Linked DNA regions of Zea mays: regions 1 and 2 are each linked to region 3. The links are chromatin contacts, called in public Hi-C maps. All regions are on one chromosome and are shown on one strand. Each heading gives the region's core, a stretch centred on a gene start, on an enhancer-like site or on the middle of the called end of the contact. The rest is flanking DNA. Distances are from core to core; before and after follow the strand shown.

Evidence for each region. Hi-C and Micro-C count contacts between places; a contact is called where the count stands out from the background.
Region 1: a contact with region 3 is called in a Hi-C map of leaf, with 6 times the contacts expected there. The contact joins the promoter of LOC100272587 here to the promoter of LOC100193455 in region 3. A contact is called at or near these places in 8 of 25 Hi-C or Micro-C datasets (ear, leaf, leaf mesophyll and 4 more).
Region 2: a contact with region 3 is called in a Hi-C map of endosperm, with 2.1 times the contacts expected there. The contact joins the promoter of LOC103655753 here to the promoter of LOC100193455 in region 3. A contact is called at or near these places in 2 of 25 Hi-C or Micro-C datasets (bundle sheath and endosperm).

Annotation. Positions count from the first base shown.
Region 1 is chr4:187,637,282-187,640,636 of Zm-B73-REFERENCE-NAM-5.0, reverse strand. LOC100272587 reads right to left here and starts at 1,678. Exons shown (of 2, transcript NM_001147050.1): 1 at 1,298-1,678; 2 at 1-1,187. The coding sequence starts at 1,568. The coding sequence ends at 952.
Region 2 is chr4:187,496,285-187,499,436 of Zm-B73-REFERENCE-NAM-5.0, reverse strand. It overlaps LOC103655753 (protease Do-like 9), which reads right to left and starts at 1,255. Exons shown (of 10, transcript XR_002269232.1): 1 at 550-1,255; 2 at 109-308.
Region 3 is chr4:187,906,433-187,909,566 of Zm-B73-REFERENCE-NAM-5.0, reverse strand. LOC100193455 (Nuclear-pore anchor) reads right to left here and starts at 1,599. Exons shown (of 49, transcript NM_001358735.1): 1 at 1,087-1,599; 2 at 858-1,004; 3 at 138-236. The coding sequence starts at 1,392.

The DNA.
Region 1 (3,355 bases), core at 429-2,928, 270 kb after region 3:
AAATCTAATAGTATAAGCTAGTACTCTAATTTGTCATGATTCGGTGCGCAAACTGTATGGAGGGGAGAGAAAAAAAAAAGAAAGGAAAAGCAAACTCACTAACAAACTCCTGACCAAGGGCCTGAAAATTTACACGGATCCAGAGGCTACATACTGCATCTGAAGTAGTCCTCTCGTCCCAGGGTGTCAAACTCACAGCGTGCAAATGTAGGAGTAAGCCAATAGCAACCCCCTGCGATGAACTAATCGAGGCCAGGTGAATCACCGAGAAGATACAGGTCCAGCGGTCAGTGATTACGGCCCTACCCCTACGGTTGCGTGGTATGAGTGTACTGAGCTGAGCTGACATCAGGTCGTGGCCTCTTCGATGCTCTGCAGCGACGGCCGCCACTGCCGTTGCCCTGCACTGGAGCTCCGGCTGCTGTTGTCCTGACGCGCCAACTGCAGTCAGATGGAGGGAGAACAGAAGAGTGATGAGAAGAAGGAACCTTTGCATGTTCCATGGTTAGTAAAATCCGTAGGAAAAGGAAAAGATTCCTCGCCCGGCCCTGACATCAGTTGAAACTCACCTACTAATCTATCCCCTAATCTAATGGTGTACTTCCTTCTCGGTGCTACTATAGGCTATAGCACCATCAGCCATCAGTTAGTTAGTTAGTTACACGTTTTTTTTCTTGAAAAAAAAATACTTCGATCTTCTTGTTTGCATTTCACCTGGAATATTGAATTTGTGATATTTTGTTTACTAAGTCTAGTTTGGAAACTCTGCTTTTAAAGGATTTTTATTTTTCCAAGAAAAATAAACTAATTTTTATTTGAGAAAATGGAAATCTCTAGAATAATGTGATTCTCAAACTACCCCTTAAGAGCTTGTTCGCTACATGAATTGGATGTAATTGGAAAATTTTAGTTGTTTACTTGTTGATTCTCCATTGTGTCAGATTTTTTTCTTCAGTGACAAGAACAGGTGATGAGGATAGTCACGAGAAGCTGAACAACTGATACGCCCTTGAAGAAGCGATCAAAAAGCAGTTGAGTCACCTGATCAAGGCTGGCGTCCAGGGCTGCCTCGTCGTCGTCGTCCTCCCCCTCGGCCGCGCCCCTCGCGACACCCTGCCTCGACTCAAGCAGCTGCTGCGCTTTCCTCTGCTTCTCCTCCTTCCTCGCCCGCACCGCCCTCGCCACCTCTGCATCAGGGCAGCGCAAGTTAGGTTGCTCGTGGTCGTGGCAGCAGGGCATGGGAGCGCATACTGGGTGAGGATTATTTCTACGCTGCTACTGCGCAGTGCGCACATACCCTGGGTGGTGATGAGGCGGTAGACGTGGCCGAGGAGCAGCGCCTCCTTGGGCTTGAGCAGCTTGACGCGCGTGAGGCGCACGGTGCGCCGCTCGCCGCCGGGGGCGTCCTGCCGCTCCTCGGCGACGCGGAGCGTGACGAGCGCGACGTAGTGGCCTGGGTTGGCGCGCATGACCTCGGCGGCGCTGGTTGACCAGTAGAGCCGCTCCACCCGCCCGCCCGGGTGCTGGAGCAGCACCGTCGCCGCCTCCGCCGCCTGGCAGTTCCCCATGCTGCGCCGACACTGCCTGCTCTGCTCTGCTGGGTCCCGGCCGGGGAGCGGCGACGACTGCGAGATAGGAATTGCGTGATAGAAAGTGGGGAGAGGACGAGCAACTCAAATGCAGAGTTGGTAGACCCGTAGTGGTATATGTATATATATATAAGGCTGTCTCCAGCAGCGTTCTCTAAATTCCATGCTCTAAAAAAATATTCTCTATACTTTACAGCACACTCTAAAAGATTTTGTCCTCTATATCTTCTCAGTCTCCAGCAACGTACTCTAAATTTGGTTCTCTAAAGCTACAGTGTTAACAAACTTTCTTTTTTCCCATTGATTTAGCTTTTTTGTTTTGTTTGCATTACACGCTATAACATTAAAAAATGATGCCCAACATAGTATATTTAATTAATTTTTAATTACTATTTTCCAAAATAAAATTTGAGTAACATAATAATATTTTTTTCAAATAGTAAATATTAATTACCACTCAAAGTCGTTTCTATATCTAGAGGGTTACTTAAACTACTTCATTTATCCATTGTTACTATATTCAATAATACATATTTGCGAACGAATAAATAGTATGCAAAAAAATATCTAAGACATATTAGTTAAAATTTAAGTTCTTAAAGACGATCTGAAGTTGTAGAACTAGCTTTTAAATATATTATTCTTTTTTCTATGCTATTTTCACGACAAAACAAACTTGTAGATATTTAGAGAAAACAAAATCTGAACGAGAGCGAGCGCGAGAAGCCAGACTGCGAGCGCGTGAGGCCAGTTTGACGCGGATAGCGTATGCTCCAGATTTGGCGGTTGCTAGAGGCATACTCTATTTTACAGGACCTGTTAGCGGTTGTTGCTGGAGGGCTACCGGACGGTAGAAAACGCTATATATACCGTAGCGGACCACTTACAGTCTGTTGCTGGAGGCAGCCTAAGGCTGAGTCCAGTGCACAGCCTCCCTCTCGCCCCTGCCACGTCAGCTCTCGCCTCCACTCTCGCCTCTGCTGCTCCAGTGCACAGGCTGCAGCAGGCTACAGCCTCAGGCTATAGCCACATCAGCTTTTCTATTTCAGAATTAAGTAATTCACGCGGATTTATTTCAACGCTCAGAAAACACACAACATAATATTTTTATTGAATTAAAAATTACAAATTGCGTAATAATTAAAATAAAATTACATGACGATTTAAAAATACATAATAATTAATAGAAAATTACATAAATCTAATGATTATTATGTCCCCATACATGTTCAACCAAATCATTTAGTAGTTGTGTATACGTCGATGTGTCCGTCATCTCGTTGTCCATTTGAATCCTAGCTGCTAGGCTCGGGGTTGCATTGTAGTAGATCGACGGGCCGACTGTAGAATCAACTGTGTCATATGTCTCGTCTAAATCGGCATCACGCTCGTCATCGATGATTATATTGTGCAAAATGACACATGCACGCGTGATCAAACCAAGAGTACGTTGAGAGTAAGAACGTCCAGGAACTGCTATAATGTTGAACCGAGATTTCAACACTCCAAAAGCGCACTCAACATCTTTGCGCCATGCTGCTTGAGCATTTGTGAATAACTGATGTTTCTCACTTTGTGGAAGCGGAATACCCTTGATGAACACCGGCCAGGAAGGGTAGATGTCGTCGGCAAGATAGTATCCCATATTGTGTTCATGTCCATTAACCATGAAGTTCACTATGGGTGCTTGACCTTGAAGGACATCCTTGAATAATGGCGACTGATTCAGTACGTTAATGTCATTGTTGGACCCGGCCACCCCAAAA
Region 2 (3,152 bases), core at 6-2,505, 410 kb after region 3:
CGGTAAGCAGATAAGTTATTATTTCTCAATAGATTTACTTCACTTGCAACATCCATCTTTATATAAAGGTTTATTTGAAGTTATTATAATTTCAGGGGGGAAAGGTACCTGCAATCCTAGAAGTTCTGTAGAACCATGAACGTATGAAAGTATTTCTATCCTAGAGACAACTCCACTTGTCACGGATATAGTATCTCCTCCAATTGGATAACCAACAACAGTAACTGCGTCCTGAAGGGCCGGTAATGTTCCGAACTCGACAGGTGAAACTCCTTCCCAGAATTCATCGTCATTGACAGTTAAGAGCGCTGAGACAGATAGAACAAATGAAAAATATCAAATTAGATTGCATAAGCAACAGGGAAAAATCTTAAGTATCATTCCATAACTCATAAATGATTCTATAACGTCAGAAGTTTCATAGATTCCAAGAAAACAATACAGACATTATTATGCATCTGATTTTCATGGTTACATAACAATAAGAAAATTAACGATAGTAAGAAATAAACAATGGAGGCAGGGCAGGGATGGGAAGAGCGGGCGCACCAATATCGCACTCTGTGCCGATGGCCAGGACGGTGGCAAGGTACTTGGTGTCAGAGCCGCGCTTCTTAAGCTTAACCTGGGTATAGTGCTCCACGGAGTGGGCATTGGTGAGGACACGGCGGCCGCTGATGATAAACCCGCTACTGCTAGAGCTGTACTGCCGCTTCCGCTGCCACGGCAGCGAGAAGTTGGGCTCCGTGTGCACGCAGAACACCTTGACCACGGCGTCCATGCACGGCACCACCCTCACCACCTCGTCCCAGCTCGCGGGGCCTGCCTCCGCCACCGCATCGCCTCCATTTGCCACCGTATTAAGCACCCTGCGGCGGAGCGGGGACGGCGGACGCGCGGCGTCCGCGTCGGCGGGGTCCTCATGACGTCGCGGCTTGCGGCCACGGCGCGCAACCGGAACGGGAGCGGGGGCGGCCACCGCAGAGGGGGATGAGCGGTCGGGGGAGGGCGGCGACACCTTGGGCTTGCGCCCGCGCTTGCGCTTGTTGGAGGCGGAGGAGGGATCGTCCATGGACGCGGGCTAGGGTTTCCCGGCGCCGAGGGCGGAAATACCGAACGGGGAAGACGAAGAAAGGTCGGTCCGGTCAGAGTAATCTGGACCGGTTCGAGGTGGGCCGCCCAGGATGGGCTGAGTTTACGTAATTATGATGTCTGCGTACTGCAATTCAGAGCTTTTTTTCGTCCGGCCTTGTTTGGTTGTGCTTTTTTACTTCTGACCACTAAGAGCAACTCCAACAGGCTGGTTAAACAACATGTGCTCGGTAAAAAAAAGAAAATCACTATGCAAACGGCTTCCAACAGCATCGCCTTCGACCTCGCCATCGTATCTCACTCGCCATCAGCTTCCCGTCGCTCGGTATCTTTGGCTAGCGCTCGGGACTCGCCATCTGCCAGCCGACGCGTTCTCCCAACCTCATGCTCGCCCTCCTACTCGCCCCGCTCAGGTTCCCGCGCCCCTGCTCTGGTTCTCGCTCCGTGCCTTCCCGCTCGAGTTAGGCATGATTGTCGAAGGCGACGCGGAGCCGGGGCTAGACTGGAGACGTGCTCGGGCTCTGGCTGGAGGAGGTACGGCGTCCAACCGTCCATCGAGGCGGCACCATTGCGATGGATCTTCTGGCACTGAGGTCAAACCCGCTGCCGCTATGTACTCGATATGATATTCAATTCTGCATCATCCATTTACAAAGTAGGCTGTAGCGGTGTAGCCTCTAGGCATCTAGCAGCTCCACGGGTCAGCCTGTTTGCCATGGACCATGGTGTGAGTTCGAGTTTCAGCCTCTCATGTGTGGGTGGTGGGCGAGCGGCGTTGGTAGCTAGACGGCTATGGAGGATGCCAATATGGGGAGCACATTGTCAAGGTGCGACGACGGTCAGCCTGGCTTCGCCACTGATATTTGAAGAGTTTGTTGGATATACCATCCGTTAGGATCCTGTCTATCTTTTTTACAGTTCTCTAAATTCTAAATTTAGCTAAAATTTATATATAGACTGTTGGAGTTGCTCTAAGAGCTGTTACGTATTATCAAACTGTTAAGTAACCCTAGTTAGGGTTATGTGGGCAAATATCGAATATAGCCCTGAGGGCTATCGCGTCTCTATATATAGAACTTGTACCCCTCATATGGAATATAGATCAGAAAGAGGCCAGAGGCCCAACCCTATACCAGTGTCTCGTGTGTTTCCTCTGTCGTGCTTATGGAAAGGGAGACGGGTTCTCTACATCTTCTTGTGCCTCTACTGCTGACGGGAGGGAAGGGAGCGGATCTGGTGATCCGTGGTAACGTAGTTCTCAACACGTTATCAGCACGCTCTACCTCGACGTTGCTGCGGCGAGATCAGATCTGCATCAACTCTCCGTCAAGCCGGCAGGTCTCTGGCCTAGCCGAACTCTCCTACGCGAGAGACTTCGATTTTTCCTCTACGGAATAGATCGGCATGTTTAATGTTCTTGATACGGACTGTGATTCATGCGCGATAAACTACCATCGTCGATGTGCTTCTACGCACACGTGCTAGCTAGCCCACGTCGGACGATGTGCCTGCGTCGTGGTCGTTCGTGCCCACGTGCCAGAAGTTGCGCACGTCTGCGAGAGGAACCGTTCTGTCTGGCCGATGCGTTTCCCACCATCGCGTACCAGATCCGCTTCGCGCTCCGTACTGGTCCTTCCATCCGTTGCAATAGGAGAGGCTGTTGAGCTTCTGGTCAAAGCAGCACATAAAAATAGGAGAGAGTTGTGCATGGCTTTGCCGAGTCAAACAAAAAAAAAGAAAGGGTCGTGCGAGCATGCGTTCAGAAGCGTTTTGCAATTGGATGGCCTATGTGATTGCATGCGTTCACCAAACGCGTTTTGGTGTATTTTTCTAAGCACACACGACTAAGCTATCTGAAAATAAACGGAAAGAATAAAACATTTTATGTTTCAGATTCCACTTTAATTAATTATTTCCAGCAGTAAATAATTAGTAGAAAAGTACATGTTTAAATATGGAAATACTTTTTACACCTGACGTATTATGCTCATGCAATAATTTTGGTGTTTATTTTTCTACTTTTATTTCTCGTAGCAAATATTTAGTAGATAATTATTAAA
Region 3 (3,134 bases), core at 350-2,849:
AACAGGTACACCCTGCAAACATATGGGTAGGCTCCGTATTAACAGTATTAATGTATCAGATAGTAAAGGAGTGAATAGACTAAAATAACAACTCTGCATCTAGGTGTTAATTCATCCATTTTATGTTCATATCATACCTGAGTCATGCGATTGCAAATTGCTTGACAATGGGTAAACTTTGCTTCGACCTCTTGTATCCTGGCCTCTTTACCAGCAGAAGTTTCTGCCAGGTTTACCTGAAAAGATGACAATCATGTTTTCAGTGAACTTACATAAAAATTTGCAGAATATATACCCGATCCCCAAGATAAGAGAGCATGTAAATAAGTGTAAAAATTAAATGAAAAACTAAGAGCCTTTTTTGGTTGTCTGCTACACATGATATGGAACATGTGGCAAGTCATACTTCTTGCGACTTGCAAATTCAGGAAGAGAAATTGTCCACCACAGCTTAGGCAGAATAGAACATGTAAATAGGTGTCTATGGACCACAAGGCTACAACAGTAGTGGCAGGGCTTAATGGAATATTCATAGGTCACTGATCAAAAGAGTTTATGCATTTATAGTTTAGATAGTGCTGGTCGTATAACTGAGCGAGCTTTGACATTACAAAGTTCAATACTGACAAGAATCTAAGATAAGATCTAGCAGCCTATCATGTGGAACTTACCATCCTACAGTATCCACATTTTCCCTAACAAACATGCGCGAATTTATGAGAATATCCCTATTCAGTTGCAGCAGGCAAAAAAATTATTTATGTAACCATATAACCTACATGCAATATGAATATGGCGGCCAAATTGACTGGTTAGAGCATATATATTATTAGAAGTACTTAAACAGAAGTGCTCACAATTTTATTGTAGTAGCTCTGGATGATGCCGTCCTTCTCTTTAATTTCTGCATCTCTCTGCTCAATCAACTCCAGCGACTGGCACTTGGACTTGTGCAGCTCCGAGATTTCAATTTTCAACCTCTCCACCTCACCATCCTTAGCAATCTACAACAACAAACATCGAGTGATCAGTGCACCCAACCAAACCAAACAAAGTGATCATTCTACTGAAAACCTAGTGTCTTACCGCCTGGATGCGAAGCTGATGTATCTCCGCCTGAGAGGAGGCAAGCTCGGCAGCGCGGCGCTCGGCAGAGGCGGTGAGCTCGGCAGCCTCGGCCTTGGAGCGATCGAACTCCGCGGAGAGGGAGGCGTACCGTTGCTCGAGGAGGGCGCAGGTCTGCTCGGCAGCGATCGCAGCGGCATCCGCCTCGGCGCGTACGGTATCCACCTGCCGCCGGAGCTCACGGATGGCAGCATCAGCCCGCTCGGCAACGGCAGCCGTGTCGCCGCCGAGGAGACGGAGCTCCTCGTCGGAGATGAAAAGCGGCATCGCCGCAAGCTGCGATTACGGAGGCCCGGCCCTAGCCCGCGCCCAGTAACCGCAGTATGGCGGATGGGTCTAAGGTTCTAGGGTTTGCCGACCGCCGCTGGACGAGGTGTGGTGGTGGTGGCGGAAGGGCGGAAGGGCGGAAGCGGAGGGGCTCAATTGGGCAGTAGTGAGTAGAGAGTCGAGAGACAGCGAGAAACAAAGCGGCGTGAAGTGAGGCAGCAAATATGTCGCGGAGTGTGTAGTGAAACTGAGTCGATTAAACATCGGCCCGCGTTCCCTATATAAAATGGGCTACGTAGACTGGGCCTGCGGCGTCTGAGGAAGCTGAGTGGTCTAGAGAGAAAAAGTCCATGGCCCCGGTTTCGAATAACTGCTTCTGGGCCGTGCTTGTGTGTCACCTTCTCACTATAGGATCTGTTTAGTTCCTGCTTAACACGTCTAGATTAGAGATGGCAATGGGTACCCGAAACCCGAAACCCGGTGGGTTTTTACCCTATTATGGGACGGGTACGGGCTAATATCCAAACCCACGGGTTTCTTAATGGGTGATAAGCTAAACCCAGCGGGTACGCGGGTACGGGTATGGGATCCTAGTACCCATACCCGCAAACCCATGGGTTTCTAAAATCCGGCATAATATTATTAAACAAACCAAAAGTTCATTTTATGGCCTAGTAAACATGGTTGGCAGCCCAGCCCATTAGCTATCTATGAAATCTAGAGCCTCAGTGCAGGAACGATTGGCTAGCATCCGAATGAGCCCAGCCTAGTAAACATGGTTGGCAGCCCAGCCCATTAGCTTTCTTGTCGGGCACGGGTAGCCCGCGGGTACCCAATACCCGGGTGGGCACGGGTACGGGCAAAAACTTGTACCCGGCTGCGGACATGGGTTTCTTAGCGGGTATATTTTAATTTCGCGGTACGGGTTTGGGAACATAGTACCCAGCGGGTACGCGCTCGTTGCCATCTCTAGTCTAGATAAAGTGTGGTTGACATGTGCTCCTTTCATCCCAAAATAATAATCAATTTAGCTCTTAGTTTCTCTACTACTATATAAGAGGATAGTGTAGACTTCACACCTCAGATGGTGCACGGTTCTGCCTCCCAGGCTCCCACGTCGGGCCCAACGCGCAGCTCTGCTCCCTCGCCCTCCCAACGCATGCAAACCAGCAGGGGCCCATTTCCTCGCCAAGCAATCGCCCTCCCAACGCATGCAAACCAGCAGGGGCCCATTTCCTCGCCAAGCAAAACAAATATCTACAACATTACCTAAATCGTTCTCTACCAACGCCATTGAGCCGCTAGCAAGTTAACATTTGGGGCTGCACCAACGCTTATAAGTCGTTCTCTGCCTGTTTCACTAGCCGGTATGGCACTAACCACAATAGTAAAGAAAGCACCACAAACAATGCTCGTGTCCTGGGCTAAAATCTTCATGTGGCCCGTATTCCAGCGATGTTTGGTGCGGCCCAGATAATGAATCGGTACAGTGTGCCCTCGCTATCTTTCCGGCGAAATCCGCGGTCGCATGCCCCCGCTCGCGATTCCCCTCCCCGCGCCCGTAGCCCCGCCGCCGCCCATTGCAGTCGCATCCATGGCAGCCGCGTCCGCGCTATTGTGATCGTCCGCTCTCTCCAGTTGGAGATCTCCAGAATCGACGTGTCTGCGTCGTCCATGGAAGGAGAATCAGACGCCGCTCCGGATCTGCGTGCCCCAGCCTCCATGGAAGGGGAGCGTCTGAC